Regions from separate parts of the Triticum aestivum genome. Here region 2 is linked to region 1. A link is a contact called in public Hi-C data. All regions are on one chromosome and are shown on one strand. Each heading gives the region's core, a stretch centred on a gene start, on an enhancer-like site or on the middle of the called end of the contact. The rest is flanking DNA. Distances are from core to core; before and after follow the strand shown.

Region 1 (3,465 bases), core at 598-3,097:
CTACATCGATGACATCATCCTGACGGCCTCCTCCGCAGGTCTTCTTTAGCAGATTACTCTTCGGCTGCGTGACGAGTTTGCCATCAAGGACTTGGGTGCTCTACATTATTTCCTTGGCATTGAGGTCGTTCGGCGCCCGGACGGTTTCTTTCTTCATCAGCAGAAGTATGTGCATGAGCTTCTTGAGCGTGCTGGCATGCTCAACTGTCACCCTGTTGCTACTCCTGTTGACACGAAGGCCAAGGTTTCTGCTCTCGAGGGCTCGCCAGCGTCGGATGCTCCTTTCTACCGGTCTATCGTCGGTGCTCTTCAGTATTTGACTCTCACCAGACCGGATCTTCAGTATGCTGTTCAGCAGGTGTGTCTCCACATGCACGCCCCTCGTGACTCCCATTGGACTCTCGTGAAGCGGATCCTCCGTTACATCCGTGGCACGATGACCCTCGGGCTGACACTCACGGCGTCCACTTCTCTGGAGATGATGGCCTACTCTGATGCGGACTAGGCTGGCTGCCCAGATACTCGTCGGTCCACCTCTGGCTACTGCGTCTACCTCGGCCCTTCCCTCGTCTCGTGGTCGTCCAAGCGACAACCCACAGTTTCGCGCTCCAGCGCGGAGGCTGAGTACCGAGCTGTGGCCAACGCTGTTGCTGAGTGCACCTGGCTACGACAGTTACTTCAGGAGCTGCATCACGACGTCTCCCAGGCTACGGTTGTCTACTGCGACAACATTTCCGCGGTGTACCTCTCCGCCAACCCCGTTCATCATCGCCGGACTAAACACATTGAACTGGACATTCATTTTATGCGCGAGCAGGTGGCTCTCGGATGCATTCGGGTTCTCCATGTGCTGACTGCACAACAGTTCGCCGATGTGATGACGAAGGGTATGCCAACTTCCACCTTCGAGGAGTTTCGTTCCAGTCTTTGCGTCACTGGCGCCGCTTCGACTGCGGGGGGTGTTGAGTATATTGTGTACGTGTATATTTGTGTGTAGGGTCCACCTCCTGTTTCCTTTGTATAGTTGAGGTTGTGGCCCACATCTTGTCCTTCTACAGTTACGACAAGAAAAGAAAGGCTCCAGCGTAATCATGCCCGACCAAAATGCTAACCTCGCTGTCATTTATCTAACTACAAGTGTCACAAGGTATAATATGGAAGGACATTAAGCATCAAATACATGTCTTGAGTTGGTACCAATTCCTGTTGATGGTCAATGTCATGCTTCTTCGGACGCTTGGCAATGCCGTCGTCGGTCGCCCGCCACCATCTCCTTCACCTCCTCCTCCTCTTCCCCTTCTTCAATCCTTTCTCGGGGTTGGTGATGCCGACGCCGCACATGGCGCTGTCGCTGTCGCCCGCCACCTGCTGCTCCTCCTCATCGTCGGTGACCTCTTCCTGGATCTCGGCGTAGCCCACGGTGCGGTACTGGTAGAGGACGTGCGCGTCGAACTCACGGTTCTCCTCGAATTCAGCGGCGATCTGTTCTTTGAGTTCCTGGTCGAACATGTCTTGTGGGACGAGTATAAAGCTCGGCCGAGGCGTCTCAGTCGCCATGTAGCCCAGCTCCTCCTTGGTGCGGATGTACTCCAGCAGCTCCCGGCTCAACCGCCGCGTCACCAGCTTCTTCCGACGCTTGCATCCGGCGTCAACCACCGTTGTCTCCTTGGATCCCTTCGCTTTCCTCTTCTCCTTCTTCGTCTTCTTCTCCCCCTTCGATCCCTTGTCGGGGTTGGTTACGCCGATGCTGAACATGGCGCCGCTGACGCTGGCCATGCCCCTCGAGCTTGGCGCGTGATGAATATGTTGCCCCCCGAAACCCTAGTCGCTAAATGGGCCAGACCACACACAAGGCCGACTCATTACTCGGGCTGGGCTTTTGTACAGTGCAATGGGTTATTTTCCATGGTGACTCCTATTTGGGCAAAATCCTAAGCCAGCGAGCAGCGAACAAAATGGGCCAGACCAATTATCAGTAAGCAACTCGCGCAACAGTACGCGGTTTTGCGAACCTTGTACTCCATTTTAGTGATCTATAAACGCTCTTTACAGGGGGAGTACGAGTTTTTCAGCCGTTTTTCTTTCGGTTTTAGAAACCATCTAGAAAGTTCATGTACTGGTTTCTTTTTTCTGCTTCTTTTTTGTTTTCCATTTTTCTTTGGTCATGTTTCTTTTTCTATTTCGTTTCCTTTCCTTTTTCCTCTTTATTTTTCCTGCTCTTTTTTCCCTGTTTTCCCAAAAAAGATTATACTTTCAAAAATTGATCGCTCCTTTTACAAAAAATGTTTAAAAACTCAAAAAAGTAAAGAATTTCATATTCGAAAAAAGTTTGATTTTTAAATTTTTGTTCCCAAATTAAAAAATGATTCGGCATTTCAAAAATTGTTCCCACTTTCCAAATTTGTTTAAATCCAAAAAATGTTCATGTTTCCAAAATTTATTCCAAATTCAAAAAAATGCTGGGGTAAATTTCTTCACAAATTAAAAAATATTCAGGAACTTCAAAATATGTTCCCATTTTACAAATTTGTTGACAGATTCAAAAATGTTAATGTTTTCAAATTTTGTTCATGCTATAAAAAAACGTTTGATTTTTTGAAAATTTGCTCAGAAATATGAAAATATTCATGTTTCAATATACCTTTTTTTAAAGAAAATTACGTTCAAAAAAAGTTTAAATCTGTTTCGGCTTATAATTCATATAAGAAGGGCTGCGAATTTTGGCATCAAATCTTAATAATTAGGATGTCTAGCGACCTTGTATGCTTCGAGGCGGTCCTCAGATCGATCACTCAGACAGACTATACTTTTTGTGATTTTTTGTTTTGTCGTTTTCGCTTGTTTCTTTAAGAACCGCATTGGAGAGTAAACGTGACAAGTAGTCAGTCGTAGTGGCTAGGACAGCGGCGAAATTGTACCAAGTCGCCGGTTCGAGGCACGGTACTAGCGCGCTCCTCTTCTTTAAAAAAAATCATCTTGGTTTTTTAGACAAACTGCAAAGCTTTATTACTCCGTCACAACGTTTACAGGGACGAAACCAAGTCCATTGGGCTGGCCTAACCAAACATGGCGGCCAGCTCCTAATGATAAAGCGTACTTTGCGAGCCTCGAAGTTCGAGCTACGAAATTCATGCTTAATATTACAAGTTTGAAAGGTAGACGTGTGCTGCACTATTTCATGCACAATTGCACCATAACTCCCTCTGCTCTTCTGATGGATGTCTTCCACTGCAACTTTGCAATCGCTGGCAACATGAATCTTCCGTTCATAAAGGTCGTCAGCTAGCGATAACGCCTCTCTGATGGCCATAGCCTCCAATGTAGTTGGGTCTGACAGGTTGGGGAAAACAACAGCTGAGGCTCCCAGAAACAAGCCATGCTGATTTCTACAGATCGCTCCCATAGATCCATACGCTCCACCTCTTCCAACAGCAGCATCTGCATTGAGCTTTGCTAAACCCATCG
Region 2 (3,465 bases), core at 462-2,961, 49 kb before region 1:
AGGTTAACTCTGACGGTGCAACTTAATAAACGGGGGACAAGGCAGGCGGAGGGGCTGTGCTAAGGGACCATATGGGGGCCTTCAGAGTGGGTGTGTGTCACCTTTTCTCTGTCGTGACTGATCCCGAGGTAGCAGAGATCTTGGCATGTAAGCGGGCTCTCGAGGTGGCGAACGATATTAACGTGCAAAGAGTACATGTGGAGTTAGACTCTCAAGGAGTGGTGCATATGCTGAAGAATCACTCAAAGGAGCTCTCGGCGTCCGGGCCATTGGTGGAGGAGATCAAAACTTTGCTGAGATCTTTTGTTGAGTTTAAAGTATCATGGGTTAGACGTTCTGCATATGTTGCCGCGCATAAGTTAGCTAGAGTAGGTGTGGGTGATGAACTTTGTAAGGTTTGGACGGGGGCTCCCCCGGATTTCGTTCTTTCTGTTTTGTCGGATGAGATTCCGAACTTTGTAAGTTAAATAAAGCGGCAACTTTGACCCTAAAAAAAGAAATAAAAAATCTAAATCACAAAACAAGCCACAAGTCCCAATTCAATGATGGGCGGTGGGTGCATGCAACATATATCGTGTCCACGGTAGAAACATCACTATTGTTAGTTTTGTTGCAGTGAAATTATTGGCAAGAGTTTTTTATTTTCAAGCGGATGTAAAATATTTGCCTCATCCATTAATTAAGAAAAAGAGATTTGCCGAGTTACAAACGGTCACAATCAGCTGAGCGGTACATACAAGATACCTCACACACAACACTATGATGAAAGCCTCGCCTAGGTAGCACATTAGCATCATCATCATCACTTCTCCTCGAGCTTGCATCATTGCCACCCCTTAATCTTGAGCAAGCGGTTGCAACTTCGTCACAGACGACTGACAACCCAGCCCACATCATCGAGGGAGTGCAAATTCACATGGAGGTCCATGCAAAGCACTCAGCCACCCGCACCAAGGACATCATAACTTCAGTTCTGATGAAGAGCTAAAAATGGGAACTATGCAAGGTTGGCGTCACTGAAGATCACTGAGGTGACCACTTGCAACTCATCACTGAGCTTTGTCATCCCCGGCTACAGCCATTACAAGAGACAACACTTTTGCATGGGTCAACCTTCTAAGCCACACACAACGTATTCACAAGCTCAACCAACGAGCTTCTGCCGCTGGATCCGGCTAGAAGGACGACCGGGGTGCGGTGGAGTGCGGCCGCGGCTAGGGTTTGCTCCCGGGCTGCCTCGGGAGCGACATGAGAGCTCTACACAAGGTTATAGCTATTCCTAACGAGATATTTTATTTAATTATGTCTTAATTAGTAGTCTTTTATGTAGTTTGGATATGTTCATGTTTTTCTGGATTTATTTTAGTCTTTCGACGCTATTCTCTGACAAGTATAGTGCGTGCGTCAACTACATAACGTTTGTTGCGACTTCACCGATCTTAATATCACCCGGTTTAATATCTTAGAGGTGTTCATAGGGTAGCGTATGCATGCCTACACGTGAGCGTCTCCAACTATACATCTCGGAAGAAAATTTTGCAGTCTTTATCTGTAATGAAAGGCTGACTAGCCGTTGAGTTGCTCTGGTGAAGTTTGGTGGTTTTTGTGCAGCTGGAGCCCCTCATCCAACCTGTTAAACCATAACTTTCATTTCAATAATGAAACTGGGAGCAGTCTGGCGGTCTGGGCCTTTCGTCAATTTCTTTTGTTTTCTCTGTTGAGCGATTGCCATGTCCGCTCTTGAGTACTGTATTTCCGGATAAAATACTGAGACTAGCTAGCAGGGTAAGAACAAAGACCACAACTGTATTTTAGTTCCTCCCAGTCCATAAGTACCCCACACAGACTCAGAGTTCAAATTACGAAGTCAATGCCAGCAAGCTCCAACTTCCTCCTCCCTCCAACACCCTCCGGCTCCAAGATCTGAATCAAGAAACCCGCCGGCGATGGGGCTCTGCGACTGCCTGGGCGAGTGCTGGGAAGATTGCAAGTGGGTATTAGCGTGCATCGCCGCCGTCGCCGCTGTCATCGTCATCGTCGTCATGGTCGCCGCCTACAGCTTCGCCGTCCAGCCATCCATCACCGTCGAGGACGCCTCGCTGACCAGGTTCGCGCTGGCGACCTCTCCGGTGACCTCGCTCGGGTACAACCTCTCCCTGAAGCTCGTCGTCCGCAACCGCAACTGGGCGACGACCATGAAGAACACGGAGCCGCTGGAGGCGGCGTACAAGTTCGACGGCCAGCAGTTCGAGCGCGTGCAGGTCGCCGACAAGGGCGACAAGCACGGCCCCAGGAAGACCCGGGTGTACCGCCTCGACTCTGGCTCGGACAGCGCCTACGCGGCGCTGGGCAACGCCGGCGTCGCCGCGTACAAGGACCAGAACAAGACGGGGGAGTTCGAGCTGGAGGTGGCGGTCACCGGCGAGGTGCGGTACACGCTGCAGCTGAAGAAGAACAAGCTGGCGGGGACCTGCAAGCTCAAGCTGAAGCTCGACTCGCCGTCGACGGCCTCCGTTGTGTTCGAGAGGGTGAAATGCAAGCTCGAGAAGGAGAAGAAGGACAAGGAGTAGTTAATTTTCTAGCTACTGTGTACTGTATGGTTTTCATCCAAAGTTCCAAGCAATCTCTGGCGGCCGGTTGCCAACTTGCCATATCGAGTAGTTGTAGTACTTCTCAATTATTTGATTCCTTCCTTATCCTTAAAAAGATTTTTGATGGTGAATCTTGGTTGCTATTATTTGAAATTTGCATGTGCTATGTTTCCTCATTTTGTTGCTATAAGATGTGAATAGCTAGAGGGTTTTTCAAGAACACACACTGTGTGTCTTCTGTATTAAGATGAAATTGCTAGATACCACTAAGAATAAGCGGTTAGCTATCTAATAAACAATCAACAACTCAAAAAAAGAAGATAAAATTGCTAGATGGTAGTCCCTTCGTTCATAAATATAACATGGTTTCGATATTTCAATATATACTATAGACTGAAATGAGTGAGCAAACACATTAAGACGTGTTTATATACATATGATTCACAAGAAAGATAGAGTTCACAAATATTATAAGATGTTTTGCATATTGCAGCATGGACTATATATGGATGAAATAAATGAAAACAAACACACTAAAACGTATTTATATACATCTAATTCAGAAGAGAAAATTAGAACATCTTATATTAGTGTTGGAGGGAGTAGCATTTATCCATATATTTTAAAGACGGTATTATAAAAGTTAATGCATTTTCTAATATAATGGGTCAATTTCTACAAAGTTTGACATCGAATAAATCTAATATGCACTACACTTATATTTTAGGAGGAGTGAACATAGTATACACGGTGGTTCGTACCATCCCGCGTCGAATGGGAGAAAGCGTCGTCCCAGTTTGGTTATGATGCGGTTGTGCCTTCCACTGTCTGGATGGAGCACATGCCTGACTTTGTAAATGCATTGGTTGCTACG

What was found. Hi-C and Micro-C count contacts between places; a contact is called where the count stands out from the background.
Region 2: a contact with region 1 is called in a Hi-C map of leaf, with 5 times the contacts expected there. The contact joins the promoter of LOC123141197 here to the enhancer-like site in region 1. A contact is called at or near these places in 3 of 5 Hi-C or Micro-C datasets (leaf and an unstated tissue).

What each region holds. Positions count from the first base shown.
Region 1 is chr6D:90,781,028-90,784,492 of IWGSC CS RefSeq v2.1, reverse strand. No RefSeq gene overlaps it. Among protein-coding and RNA genes, the nearest start is that of LOC123142475, 23 kb to the left of the region's middle. Within about 2 kb of position 1,847, at least 1 of the 8 cell types and tissues checked has an H3K27ac peak or open chromatin away from gene starts, as enhancers often do.
Region 2 is chr6D:90,830,165-90,833,629 of IWGSC CS RefSeq v2.1, reverse strand. It overlaps LOC123141197, which reads left to right and starts at 1,711. Exons shown (of 1, transcript XM_044560406.1): 1 at 1,711-2,767. The coding sequence starts at 1,947. The coding sequence ends at 2,570.